Regions from separate parts of the Anas platyrhynchos genome. Here region 1 is linked to region 2. Evidence: chromatin contacts called from public Hi-C data. All regions are on one chromosome and are shown on one strand. Each heading gives the region's core, a stretch centred on a gene start, on an enhancer-like site or on the middle of the called end of the contact. The rest is flanking DNA. Distances are from core to core; before and after follow the strand shown. Region 1 overlaps AFTPH (aftiphilin). Region 2 overlaps SERTAD2 (SERTA domain containing 2).

The links. A called contact is a pair of places that touch in the nucleus more often than the background predicts.
Region 1: a Hi-C map of skeletal muscle shows a contact between it and region 2, with 4 times the contacts expected there. The contact joins two enhancer-like sites.

Annotation. Positions count from the first base shown.
Region 1 is chr3:13,201,446-13,209,185 of IASCAAS_PekinDuck_T2T, forward strand. AFTPH (aftiphilin) reads right to left here. Exons shown (of 8, transcript XR_003496100.3): 7 at 5,691-5,814; 8 at 1-254. Among named protein-coding and RNA genes, the nearest start is that of AFTPH, 42 kb to the right of the region's middle. Within about 2 kb of position 1,661, at least 2 of the 8 cell types and tissues checked have an H3K27ac peak or open chromatin away from gene starts, as enhancers often do.
Region 2 is chr3:13,094,511-13,101,535 of IASCAAS_PekinDuck_T2T, forward strand. The region is part of intron 3 of SERTAD2 (SERTA domain containing 2); the gene reads left to right. Among named protein-coding and RNA genes, the nearest start is that of SLC1A4, 34 kb to the left of the region's middle. Within about 2 kb of position 4,996, at least 5 of the 8 cell types and tissues checked have an H3K27ac peak or open chromatin away from gene starts, as enhancers often do.

The DNA.
Region 1 (7,740 bases), core at 411-2,910, 100 kb after region 2:
TCATCTGAACTTGATTTTTTTTTTTTTTAATTAAAGCAAGATTGCTTTTTATGACCCCCAGAGGGAAGGAAAAAAAAAAATCAATAGAAAACGTCCAATTCACATCACTTTAGTCTACCTTTTCTTGGCAGCTTGTCGAAGGTGTTAATGTGGCTGGGAACATCAACACCTTGGCATGCATGAAAGTTAAGTCAGGAAGGCTAGAAATCACCTTGGCAGCCTCTTCACTAAGATGTTCTTCCTTTTTAGGCTTCCTGTTGAGAAGAAAAGAAAAAAGTGCATTAATCCAGTACCTGATATCCCTTGGATCACTGAAAGAATCACTGATTGAAGCAGTGTTCTGTCACTTCGTCTCCCACTGACAAGCACTTCTGTAAGCTATTTGAAGCTAGTCTAATGTTATAATACCTACCTGCCTAACAACAAAATGTTAACACGGGAAGTCAGCAAAACGTTCCTGAATATTGTTGCAATAAGGAAAAAAAAATATCTATTCAGATGCTAATTTACCATGGGGGGGAGCAAGTTCCAGTGTGCCATTCTGGGACTATTCACTTGAAGAAACAACCAGACTCATATTTTAGGGTTAAGACAATAGGAACATTTCTTTTAAGCTACCTAAGTTCAGTATAATCTTTTGATCTAAAATGGAAATATTTTGAAAGGACGTGAAGAAGTTCCTAACTTACTCCTTTAATAAATAAATACAGGTACTTATGCTGCATTTCCGACACAACTGCGCTCGGATTATATACCATACTGCTCTACATCATGATCCACAAGCCCCTTTCTCCCCTCCAAGGTCTCATCATCATCAGAAGGTAGTTCACTGCTGGCAGCTAACTCGCTTTGAAGTGAACGAGGTTGTGTAGCCATAATGATGCACACAGCAGTTTGGGAACCACGGGTATTTACTTCGCCTTTTGCATTATTCACAAGAATTACTGGGCACAAATGAATACAGAGGTCTGAATCCCACGTTGCTTGGTTCTCACTGTTATGCAAGAAACTCACATTTCCTAAGCAAAATGAAGGCTGGCTCAGCCTGCTACAGAAGTGCCCCTCTCCTGCCTCCTCGGTGCTTTATCTTGAAGAATCCTGGCTATTACTAGAGAAACAAATACTCCATCAAATGTTATTCCAGGTCCAAAAAGGCACCTGCTACTCCCTGCAATAACAGCAGAAATCCTAGCTAAATAAGCTCTCCCATTATGGGGCAAAAAGCTGAGACAAAAGGCTAGGAACAAATGGCTCTTCCATACACTATTTCAGAAATTTTCTTTCTACACCTTATCTTAGCTATAAAACTTTAAACCGTACCCATGAGAGGGCAATCACCACTTCAGTCACGAAGCAGCATATAAGTATATGTCTTTTTTGTCAGCACACATCAGGATTGTTCCCTGAGCTAATGAGAGACCAGGAGAAAGCAAGGAGCCACATGGTTTCTTCAGCAGCAGTCTCAGAATTTCTTGGCTACGGGGGACAAAAAAAACGCTCGAGTTAAACTCATCCTTGCCATCAGTGATCATTGTGTTGACACTGAGCTATCAGTTTTGTTTGCTACTTGAAATCTCCACTTGATGAAAGATCTCTAGATGAGGCAGTATAGATACTAAATCTGACTTTCCCTTGCTAGAATAGCAATATTTTCTTTTCTCTGCTGCAGTGGAATTTCATGAGCCACTGACTAGGCAGATTACCAAATTCTGGAGGATAAACAAAGCTGTGTGCTGGATTTGCTGAAGGAAGAAGCAGAGAGCCAATATGTGCCTCCTTCTCTAACAGCTTCACAGTCGCCACTGTGTGCACTTGAAGGACTATCTCTGAGCTGTTGAAATGTGGTTGTCACCCACCACTGTGTTATCAGTATCTGGTGCACTATTAGTAATCACTTACCACAAGCCTCTTACGGTACAAACTCCTGGTGATCAAGGACTTATAGCTAACAAAGGAGTATTTGACAGAGGAAGCCAAAGGAAGAGGGCTGACTCAGAGATCTGCATTAAAAGGAGTTCCTGCAATTGTAATCAGGCACCAAGATGGAGCTCACACACTCCTTGCTATTTATATGCCTCTTCCTCCTCTGCTCAACTGTGTCACGCGGAGAAACGGCACTGCTGGGTCCCAGAGGCAGCGCTGCACTTTATTTGGTGTTGATATGGAGGACCTTTATCACAGGGCGATGCTCTTGCTATCCTAACCAGTGTCTGCAACATCGCTGCAGAATATGCATGCCAGCGAGCGCAGTCAGATGTGAATCTTGCTCGATTACTGAATGCTCCCCTCCTGGTTGGAGACCCTTTGCAGTAATTTACCTGCTTGATGTGCTCTGCAAAAAGTACCAATGAAGGACGGGCCAACACACTTACATACCAAACGTTACTTAACTATGACCAAGTCACAGCTATGGATCCAACCACCTTGCCAAAGCTCAAAACTTTTTTTTTTCTTTAAATCATCTCAGTGCAGAGAGGGGAGGAGATTGGCTACATCTCCACTCCTCAACAGAAAGGGGTAGGCTTATCCAAAAAATAATAAAACCAGACATTTTGAATACCCCTTCTGGATACCAGAGCAGTCAACACCTTCAGTAGCAAATATCAACCCTGACCAACTACTCATTAGCTCTCTATAAACTTAAAAGACAAAGTATCATCATCACTGCAGACTGGTTTTGCATCAAGTTCATTCAGGTTTTAAAACAACCTTCTACAAAACACTTTACCCCCATCCACCTCTTCTCTTACACTAGGTTACATTTCCTCCCAAGACAGAGAACAGAGGGAATACCTTTCCCCAAGCAATTACGCCAGTCCTTCTACCTGTTGGCATGATGTTTCATTTTAAAGGCACATTAACACCAAGCTGCAAGAACTTAGCCAAACTGACAAGCAGGAAAGACGCTGGAAGAAGATTTAGCAAGAAATAGGGAATGCTTTGTAGATGTGTCGCTCACACCTTAGGGGTCTGGTTTACATTTCAATCCCTTCCTGAAGCATTCAGCCTTTCAAGACTTCAGTGACCTCTCATGTTTGCAACAGTTTTTGAGGATAACTCCAAAAAGGCCAGGCTCTAATAGAAACAGTGATGAGAGAAACGGGCTTTAAAAATTACTCTGTAATTAAGAGTTAGCCTGCTCCATCCAATGCTGCCCACAAGGAGCATTTCCAGTTTAAATGAGGGTTTCAGCCAGTTCTTGGAACAGTATCAGTGCTCTGCTTTTCTTCAGAAAGACAGCAGATAAACTTTTTATCTCTGCCAATTCTACAGAATTGGGCAAGGCTGCAGAGTGTCAGTGGAATGCTGCACTGGAGAACTGGCTTTCCATACTGCTACCTTCAAGGTCTCAGATTCAAGCTGGGAAGTTTCCTCTCCTCTGCAAGCAAAAGATGGAGGTATTTCAAACCGAGATGACTGCTCACATGGCTGTCCTACAGTTGAATAATGGTACTTTCCCTCTAAACCCTAACCTCAAAGCTTTTGAGTTCAGACAAGTTACAGACAGACATGGGGTAGTTTTAGCACAACTGAAGTAGCCATCAAAGTGGTGTTAAGCCACTGGCCACATCTTCTCCTGCCCATTTGTCAGGAACGGTTAAGTCTGTTTCCAAGCTACAGCATGCAGATTGTCTTTGCTGAGCTGTCTGTACCCAGCCACTCCTATTTTAAAGATTTCAGTTCATGACAAATAAAAATTTCAAAAGAAAAACAACTTTATTAGGAAAAAGCTAAGACAATGGAACATACTTAGTATACTGTTGAGACAAGACCTTATCTCTTTGAAGGGTTCTGCCTTGAAAAACTGAAAAGCAGACTGCTTTTATTTCACAGAGCACAAAATCAGAATAGATGAAAAACTTAATATAAAAAAATCAGAGTTGACGAAGAGCCTACAAAATGTGTTTAATACTGAAAAAAGCTGATCTGTATGCACGTCTGAACTTAACTGGTACGCCTGAGGTCTCCAGCCTTTCCCTATAGGCAGCTATATTCCTACAGCACAGATCCAGAATCTCCTCATATCACTAAGAAATACTGTCCAGAACTGGCGAAGAACTTTGACATCTAAACAGCTCCAACATAGCAAATAAAAGTTTCAAGTGCGCTGTGGAAGCATTAAAAAAAAATAAAAAAATAAAAAAATCCCCACCCACACATCAAGAAAACAATACAGAAAATGAAGGTCAACATTCATTTAAGCAAAGCAGACTACCCTGCTCATTTGTAAGGAAAAAGCAAGCTAAGACATCTTAAAGGTCTGGCAAGCAAGGAGGCAGAAATCTAAAAGCGAGATAAAGAAAATAATAAATATACATTTGGAGTTTGGATGCCCTGCTGCAAATTTGCGGTTACTTTTAAACTAGACTTGGAATATATGACAAAGTTATTTCAACTGCTGCTAAGTTTTCTATTTAGCTAGTAAAACTAACTTTTTTTTTCCCTTCTCAGTTGCTTATCTTCAGAAGTATACATCCTCCATGGACAGAAAAACAGGCAATCCAAAAGCAGAGAGAAAAAATCAGCACTGAGGAGTGGAGTTCCCTCTACTGGTTCTCTCTTGAAATTTCACGGAGTGTTGAGCTTTTTTTAAAAGCTGTGTTCACTTTTAACATTTTCACTGCAAGAAAACTAACACAATCATAATGAAAGAACATGGTCTAAAAGAGCTATTTTTACTTATTTTAAGAAAGCCTGTTATCTTCAAACATTAAAAATCCCTACATATGATGCAATTTTTGTGTGTGTGCGTGTTTTAAGTGCTATGATGCATGGAAATCCATTTATTTAGCTATAGAATTATGAATGAACCCTGAAGCTCACTCAGAGTGAGGACATCTTACTGTTTATTAGCTGTGAAGTAACTACATTTATAAATATCTACGAAGTAAGCACGTACTTCCTCAACGATAGGAGCATTTCACCCTGGGAGAATCACTCAGCAATTCTTTAATGGGCACAGCCACTAATTCCATGTTAAGACAGTCCAGAATCCTACTGTTAAGATGAACGTTCAGAAAATAAGCACAAAGAATAAAAGTGTAAACAGGGAAAGAATATTCTGTACCCAATTCAACAGGTCTGATTTCAAGGAAGACATTTGACAACTAAAGCCTGTATATAGAGTCCCTATAGAACAAAACGCAGAAGAACCTTGCATGAGATCCATGAGGCAGAAAGGACATCCTAAACAAGCTACATTTTACCTCCTTAAAAAGGAACTTGCAATAGCAAAATGAATCTGATGTTTGGTCACTGAAGTTTTGATTGATGTTAGAACTATATCCACATCAATGAATTATGTAGAGGACCTACCAGTGCCTTCTGTCAAAGTCCTAACAGTTTGAATTACGAGGTTCAGCTCACCCTTCCATTCTTAGAAATCAGTTCTGTTCTTCAGAAAGTCTTATCTTTCAATCAAATATTTGGTTCCTGCTTTTAAAGTGACTTTTTTTCTGTCAGCTGAAAAAATGTTTCCCATCTTACCTTAGAGTTTTGTGATAATTCAAAATATGAACTATGGTGGTAAGAATTTCATATTTGTAACATGCAACTTTCAGTTGCATCTTAAATGTAAACCTTTTGCTCATTCAAGAACTTCTGACCTGAAACGTCACACACACTCACTCCTCTCGTTTTGCCTCGCCTTTTTCAGGGAGGGGGGTAAAAGCACAATGAACTTTATTTACCTTGTGGACGTGCTTGCCTTCTCCACTGTGGACATGAGTCTTGCAAATGCATCGGTCACTCTGTTGCTTGCATTGGAAGTTTCCAGTTTTGAGGTTGTCAATTCATACAACTCAGGATCCACACCTTATAGTATAAAATGATAATCAGTGATGGTTGGAGACAAGCACAGCCATAATTAGCCACAGACCAACTTGCTAGAGACTGTTTTCTGTAAACATCTGAATCATTTAAAGTTTCAAGATACATGAAAAGAACGTGACAGAACATGTCCGTGTTTCTAAAACAGCGTCCTCTCTCCCCACCCTTTTCAGTAGCTTTTTAGCTGCATTACAAAGCGCACACACCTTGGATCAAGTCTGGCATACAAGGTCTCAGTCTAATAGTAAACAAACAATTTGATTTTACCTTTTAGAGCAAAATACCTGTAAAAAGGTCAGTTTGGTTAAAGTGGATTGTTTCAATTGCTTCAGCTCAACTGTTTCTGAGTGCTGATGGTTGACAGCAGCCAACTCTGAGATTATACATGACATTGGCATGCATTATAGCAAGTTTAATATCTTGCTTTTCACAAGAGGTTCCATTATTTATTGTATTTATTTATATTTTGGAGTGAGGAAAAACAGCTTTTCCAGTGCATACAAGTGGAATAACATTAAAAAAAAAAGTTAGACAATCACATTTATAATGCTACCAAAATCCTCAGTCTGTGCTTCCTTTTCTATCTCCTTTATCTACAAAGCATCGAGTATCTGGAGGTTTCAGCCTTGATTTCAAAGCTTCAGATGCCATAGGTCAGATACTGAATTCTGACATTACATGTGTTGCAAATCGATCTCAAGTTTTATCAGCAGAGGTCATTCTGAAAACAATGGAAACTTGCCTGACCCCTGCCCTTCCTAGATAGAGGCGAAATTCTAACTCTTTAATATCGAGCATCGTATCCCAGTAGGGATATGTATCTCAGTAAGGATACTGGCTCTAAAACTTCCAGATAGCAAACACTTTCTTTTTAAGAAGTGCCTAGAAATCAGAATTATTAAAATCTATCAGGACTAACATAGCACATTTTGGTGCTCACAAGCATTTTAAATTGGTGATATTCCTTCAGGTATGTTTTCAGCTATTTCATGCTTCATGGTTTGAAAATGAAGTGCACATATATGCATCATCCACAGTTATAACTAACTTTCAAAAATAGTGTAGAATTTGGGCAGAAACATCTTGTTTTTTTAGACATCTGCATTCTAAAAAAGCATAACGCTGATGTCAGCTGGTTTGGACAACACAGAAACATTTTGTACGCCACTGCAGAACAACCTCTGCAAACACTTGGACACAACAGTTCCCTGTAGCTACCTAGCATAAAAACTGTATTTGTAGCCTTGTATGTTGATGATTGTACTCAGTCTACTTGCTTGGATTCAAGGCATTTTTAGAAGTACTCCTGAAATATCAAGTGATAACTAAATTGGAAAAAATCCTGTGCCTACTGTCCTTCCTTTTCCAACCAGTAATTGTAGTACTGTGTGTATTAAGAGGTGAGGCTAATAATCCTCATGACTGCTTTGCATGAGCTCTTCCCAAGTAGTGTCTTGACCACTCGTTATTTCTGCAAGAGTTAAATACTCCTTCATTGTTAGGAAGCTAAGCCAACCAAAAAGCAAAATTAAGAAAATAATCTGGTTAAGCTGTGGGGGCAGAGGGGAGGATTTGCTCCATTTAATATGGAGTTTATTAGAAATTAATCAGCTCTCCTTTCAACCTACATGTTTTAGTCTGGATTTTCAAAACAAATTTCATCCAGTTTCAAGCAAAACATCAAAACATGTGCTGCACTGAGACCAGTATACCATGACTTTAAGTACTGTCAGATGTTTACAGAACTTGGAAACAGGAAAACGCCCAACTAGTCCATAAAATATCCACTTTCAAACAGGGAGAAGAAGACTCGAAGAAATACACTTTGACTTGCAGAAGCCCGCGAAATCCCATTAAGGTACAAATTGTAAGACTGAATGAAACGAGGAGTTCTTTGACGTGCAACTCTGC
Region 2 (7,025 bases), core at 3,746-6,245:
GAGCGATCACTTCCATGCAGAGGGGCAAATTAAAATCCCCTGAACCAGGCTGTAAAAAGAAGCCCACAGCAAGGTGGGCAGGGCAGGGCTCGTGGACATGTAGCAGGAGGTGCCGTTTGTCACCCCATCTTCCAACCTGAGGTGGAAAACATCCCCTCCAGACACTGCATTTGCTTTCTTTTTTTTTTCCAGGAGTGTTTACTTGGAGGAAATGGGTTCCCTGGGCTCTAGTGTCTTCATGCTGTCTGCAGCATGCTTTTGAAGGAGACCACACTGCCGAGCTGGTGCCTCCAAGCTTGCTCCTCACCTTGTGCCAGTGCCAAGGGGATGTCCCATCGCACCAGGCTGCCAAACCCAAATCTGCTCCTGCCTCTACCAGCAACTCAGAAACACAAATAAATATCACACTGGACACATTCCTGAATGTGCAAACAAGCCTCATTCTCCTGGGATCTGCCTCACCCCTCGGTAGGACTCCCTGCACCTTCCTCTTAAGCAGGTGGATGGGATTTTGGACTGGAAGGTCAAGGTGCAGTTGAATCCAGCAGCTCCCAAATGCTCCCACTCCTCTCCCACCACCTCCCTTCTGGGACTGACCACCACTCTTCCCTGGCTCCTTCGGTGAGAGCAGACAATTCAAACGTTATTAAAATAAAATTAACAAATTGTCCCGTGACACTTCCAGTTTCTAAAGCGTCCCTTTTTATTCCCTGCAAGTGGTTTTTACTTCTTTAAATTTAAGATGGTGCCGGTCACCTTTGCTCCAAAAATACACAAAGCTGCTGCATAACTATTTTCCAAATAATTAATCTTTCCAGTGGAATAACTTAAAGCCCCACGTTTCCTGTTATGTTATACAGCTGCAATTTGTAACTAGAGATCCTGCACTGCGCTACGTGGGCAGAGGGCCAAGGACATGGCGCTTTACCTACACAAGAGCCCTACATAAATAATCCTTAACCACAAGTTAAACAGTTAGGCACTGTTCGGTTCAAGAAAAAGGACAGGGAAACAAAAGCCTTTCTTCTGGTCGCCGTTGTTTCACAGTTCAGTGTTAGAATTTAGGTGGATGTTGCTGGTATTTTATTTTGCACGCTCCAGCGGCAGGGCATGCTTCTTTCTCACGTGTGGGCATCAGTGTGGCGGGGAAATGTGTCCTCTGTTCCACCACCAAAAGTGGTTTTATTGATTAATTCGCGTCTCACACAAATCTTTTGGCTGTCATAGAGATTACAGCCGCCTTCTTAGCTTATCTTCAAGATATGTCAGGCATAAGTCCTTGCTTTTCTCCCCAGAAGCGGGGCTAACAAGATCCTGCTAACCAGCAGCATGAACTGGGTTCCCGGTGCAAATCCAGCACCTGGATTTGTGGTGTCATGATGGAAACTGATTCCTCCCTTTTCCTGTGGGCCTTTTTTTTTGCAGCCATGTGCTGTTCAACCCGTGATCCTGATTAAAACAGCCCGTCGAGGGCTCACCTCCACCTTCCCCATGCAGGCTCTGGAAATCACCAAGTCTTACTCGCCACGTGCGTGTTGTGTGCCTCTGATAACAGAACCAGGTGTGCTGGTGGGGTGGGGCAATGCAGGGCTTAGATGCGATAGTGGCAGCATTTATATGCATTAAAAATCATCCGAATCGTGCATACCACTCTTACACCTTCGTGTGCCCATGGGTCATTTTCCCAAAGCTGTCTCATCCCTGAAGACACAGCGATGCAGCTGGAGGAAGGTTGTGGTGGGATGGTAAGATCCACAAGCACCTAAGCCAGGTCAGCATCTGGGTCCCATGCTGTCAGGTGGGATTTTATGTGTCTGTTTGCACTTCCTAGCCCCTAAATACACCTGAAATATCCAACTTGTGCTTGATAGGGGCTAATGCAAGCAGTACGGGATGCAGTGCTCACGTGCCCCCTGTGGGAGTACTGGCTGCTTGCCTCCTCTTTTCAGGGAGAAGACGAGGAGGCAGCAGGTGGGATGTGCTGCCCCGGTGCCTGGGCCACTCCCAAAACCCATCAATCCCCAGGCCAGCCCCTGCCAGCGTGGAAAAACCAAAGTTCCCACCACACCGGTCAGGAGGAGCCCATCAAGAGGGAAACGATCCAAAATGAGGCGAACTTGAACACGGCTTCCACAAGGCGTGAAAATTATCTTGTTTCATGCTTAGAATAACCCCATTACTGCAATATCCTGAATGAATTATGCCAAACTCGCCCTGCGCACACACACAAAAAAAAAATTCCCTTTGGGCTACTTAACAACAGCGAGAAATTTCAGAAACGGAAGCTCCTGAAAAGAGGGAATTTGAATAAAAGTGTCCTTTGGAACGTAACTACAAAGTGGGTATCATACAGCTTTGATATTTTTAATGGCACTTCTCCTCCTCATTGTGAAATACAGTTCTTTTGTACCCGGAGACTCCTGAAAAGCTTAATCTTTCACGCTTTGTGCTAAGGTATGCATTAAGAAACTCCTCAAATTAAGACCTCTTTGAGGAGCTGATCACTGCAGCGGCTGGGAAGGCCAGAAGAAAAAAAAAAAGCAGCTCTGAGAATGAAAATGATTTTCTCCCAGTGAGAGAGGAGTATTTATTGTAAACACGGGCGGTGGTGTCTTACACTGTGCTATGAGCAGCAGTGCTCCTGTCTTGATTTGTAGTGTCTGAGCACAGAGCTGGTTAATTTGCCACCCCTCGAGGCTGTCGAAGCACCGTTGGGTCGGAGGGAAGAGGAGGCTGTGTGCTCTTCCCTGGGCTGGGGCCCAAGCCCCAACACCTGCTCTCTTGGGAGGTATCCAAGTGAAGAGTTTGTGCATGGCTTCTTGAACACTATAAGGGGCCATCCAATTTGTGGCTAATTTTTTGGAAGCACAGAGGAGTTCCAATTTTAGCCAGGATAGACCCAACAAGGACAAGAGCAGGGTTGAAGAGCAATTTTCCTGCCTAAATCTGGTCCGTGCATTGTCTGTATAGAGACAATCCCAACCTCAGAGCACTCAGCATCCTCCTTGCGTATGGTTAAACACATCAAGTCCTTGCTTTTTCCTCAGTGTCAGTTTTCTTCACGCGTGACAAAGCCACGAATGCTCTTTTAAGATCAGACCCATCCCAAAGAGTGGGAGCACCACCTGGACACAGCTCCATGTCAGCACAGCTCCTGCTGGAGAATCCCTACTAATTGTGATGGAAAAAACTTTGAGCAGCTCTTGCACATCATCAGACACAGAAGAGACACAAATCCAGGCTAAACCTGGCTTGATTTTTGCCACTGCTAACAGAAACACATATTGTTTTGTCATGTTTGGCAGTTTCTCCCCAAAGCTGAAGCGACGGGTGGCCATCTGCTTGTGGCAAATGGGCAGAGAAGGACGGGGAAGAAACGGCAAGGGTGGGACGAAAGATCACACAGCGCTCAGGAAAAGGGGAGATGGACTGGTGAAAAAAAAAAAAAAAAAAAAAAAAAAAAAAAAAAAAAAGCAAACCAACCAAATAGTAAAATAAACTTACAGAAACGTTGAGGAGTTCCAGTAAAAGAGGAAAGAGAAACAATCCAGAAGCTGCCCGTGGCGCTGGGGACGGTATATTTAGTTAAGCCACTGGTACTTTCCTCCGTCGGGAAAAGTGACAATTGCAGGGCTTAGGTCTTAATCCAACAAGGGAATTTCGACGTGGGCTTATTTTTAAAGACGTGAGTAATCCTCACGGTTTCAGCTCGGAAAGGTAGGCTCCAGTGCATATCAAGCCTACTGCCGGGACAGACATCACTGTCAGGGGAAAAAAAAAAAAAAAGACATTTTGCTTGAGCTGCATGTTTTATTTGTGCCTTTGAAAGGTGTGTGTACCCGTACTAACAACGTGGGTGCTAAAAACATGAAGAGTTGAAGGTCTCTACAATTGTGCCTATATCCAGTGCTGCTTGAGACGGCACCAAACCAAAAAGCCCCTCTGACACATCCATTGGCATTTCCTCCTCGATACAGGACCCGTCGGGAGCAGGGCAAATTCTCCATCTCTGAACAGAGAGCCTGGCCGGACGTTTCACGGCAGGAATTTCATTCACTGGACCTTAGGCTGGGGTTCCTTCTGCACCCATCCTTTCAAAACAGCAACAAACCCCTAAGTTTTGAAGCTTAAGCTTTGCTTTGGACACCAGGACGTCAGTGATGCTTGGATACCTTTGAAGCTCAGCTTGGGATGGGGTTGTTCCTAGGGGCAGATGATCCTGCACCCTCTCTTTGGCAATTTTTCACTGCTTCAGACACTTCAGAATGCCCTGATGTGGCAGAGACCACCACGTGCTGCTCCCCACGTGCTCTCCAAGGAGAGCCCCAAATCTGGGAGAACTCACTGTGTTCCTTGAGAAGAAGCATATCCCATGTGTCAGCCTGGCAGCTTTGCCTTTAGCAGGTCCAGTTTCGGACAAGTTGATGCGGACAAGATGCTCATCAGCACGTTCCTCCGCTTCTTCCTGATGGATTGATGTAAGCAAATCCTAAAAGAATAAGGGACTGGAGCAAAAACAGAGAAATAAAGCAGCGTCAAGATGCTCAAAAATACCTCAGTGTTGCAAATGAAAAAAAGAAAAATGACTGGGATCTCATTTGGTTTAGTAAAAAAGGCTTCCCTGTGCATTATATTGCCTTGAACATGGGTTCTTTGCAAGAAGATCCCCAGCACAGCTTGCTGCACCTGGGGGCTGCACCTGGGGGCTCACAGAAGAAACAAGGGGGCCATCCCCAGTGGCTTGCGGCAGGGACAAGGACGGAAAACACCGTCTCAAAATCCCCTCTGGCACCTCTCCGCCTCTGCCTTTTGCCCCCTGCGAGGGTGACGGGACCTGGAAGACCCTTTGCAACGCCTGCACGAGGCCAGCAGCATCCTCGGGATTTTTACCCCCCCTTCTCCGAGCTCGGGGCCGGCGAGCGGAGCGAGAGCGGGGAGGGCCGGCATGACGCACCCCATCGGCATTAGAAGACTTCAGCGGCTATTTATAGGCCCCCGCCGACCGCAGAAAGCTCTCGGCCTCGCTTTTTCCTCCCTCTCTCCCTCCCTCCCTCTCCCTCCTTGGCTTCAGCTCAGCGTGCGGGGGGAGCGAAGGAAAGGCTGGAAAGCAGCCGCTGTGCCCGAGTGTGACATTCCCGAGCACGGCGAGGATTGCGGCCCCTCCGCTACTGCAAGCGCCCGGCAGACCCAGTCCAAACTAATTAATTTCAGCACACTGGCTTTCTGGCCTGGTGCTTTTTCCTCCAGTTTTTTTTTTTTTTTTTTTTTTTCTTTGAGCTTGGATTTCTTTCTCTCTCTCTCTCCTTTTTTATTTTTTTTTCTTCTTTTTTTTTTTTCCCCCCCGTCTTTGCGCAGTTTCGCTTCCCAGCTCCTGGCACGGGCGTGCCTATTCCTCAGCACGGCTGGATAAACACCACGCAGCACAGAGAAGGGGACCTTGCTGTCAGGCAGGGCCAATTTTTCCTTAATTCCTGCCAAGCCCTCCTCATCACATCCCCTTCAATACCCAGCCCAAGCTACGTCCCTCATTTTAGCCATCCTTTACACCTTTGGATACCCTCACAACCGCAAGGGAAGCCTCCAGGGCTGTGCTCCTCATGATCCATCTCTCTTTCTGCACACACATCCCCAGCTCCGTGAGATCCACGAGGGCTGAGCTGAGCCACGGATGGGAAGAGTCCAGCACTGCCCCTGCACCCATCCTGCACGCCCTTTCGGCATGGGTAGCCCCGACAATTTGTCTTCCATCCATGTCTTGCGCTCTCGCTCTTGGCACGCAGGCAGCATTTGGAGGCAGGAATAAAAAATTCGGCACACCTGTATCTGGGCAGCGAGGCAAAAAGAAGGAGTCCTGTCTGTGACAGAGCTGATGGAGAAGCAAAGCCATTTATAATCACTCCAGCGAAGTGAAAAATCGAGGTCACTGGAGGTGCACATCCACTCTCTCTCTCTCTCTCTCTTTTTTTTTTTTTTAACAAAACAATGCCGATTTTCACAATATTTATTGCCAGCGTCATTTCTAGCAGGAGCACTCCTGTATGAATGCAGGCCCTCGGGTTTACAATGGAGGTAAGGGAAGGCAAGTGGGTGAATTAAATCCGTAGCGAGATGCTCTCTTCTGCTTTCGTGTCGAATTAACCATTGCCCTGCCCGTGAGGCCGTACTCCTTGCAGCTCCATCAGGCAATTGAGGGGCTAGCGTTTTTTGGGGTGCAGAGAGATAAGTCTTATCTTTAAGTAAATCATTTCACCACCCTGTTTTTGTGCCTGCCTTATTGATCCAGGCTGTAGCCTCTGGGGTTGTCGCCCACTGCCAGAGTACGTACGCTCCCTGTGGGCTGCGGGGCTTCCAGCTCTGTCGGTGAACACGCAGATATTGAAAAAGGAAACAGCTATTTCAAGAGCTGTGTCTGAATTTAGGGATGTTGCTTAATTTCTGGCCTCCGAATGAGGGAATACGACTTCCTCGACAAGCTCATTCCTCTGAAAACTGGGTTATGGAAAGAAATTGGTTCGTCTTGACCTGGAGATGTCCCAGCCCTGCCCCCAAGAACTGTGCGTTCACCCCTGAAATTTGGGATAAACTGGTAAAATTCTGGGATGCTTCCGGAAGGCTGTTTTCAAAGCAGATCAGAACCAACCACCTGCACGGGAGAAGTTAGTTTTATTCCTCAGTTTTCGGTTCCTTAGTTTTGGAGGCACTTTCACAAACTCTAAAAGCAAATTATCCCTCCACCAGCACAGATCCAGCCTTGACCTTTCCTTAGCGTAATTAAAATTTTGGAGCGCTTTGCCAGATTGCCATATGTCTAAAATTGTTCCTTTCATTTCTACCCTGCTTTCTGCCAACTCCAGCGCGTAAGGAATTGATGGTCGCAGCTCACAATAAATGCCTGCTCGTTTTCATGCATTAAAATCCTGCTTTGGAGGGACCTGCAGCTCGAGCCGAACCAACATCACATAGGATACGATTTGCTCTCGAATTTAGCGTGCTTGTCCACATGCAGCTTACACTCTCCCTGAATT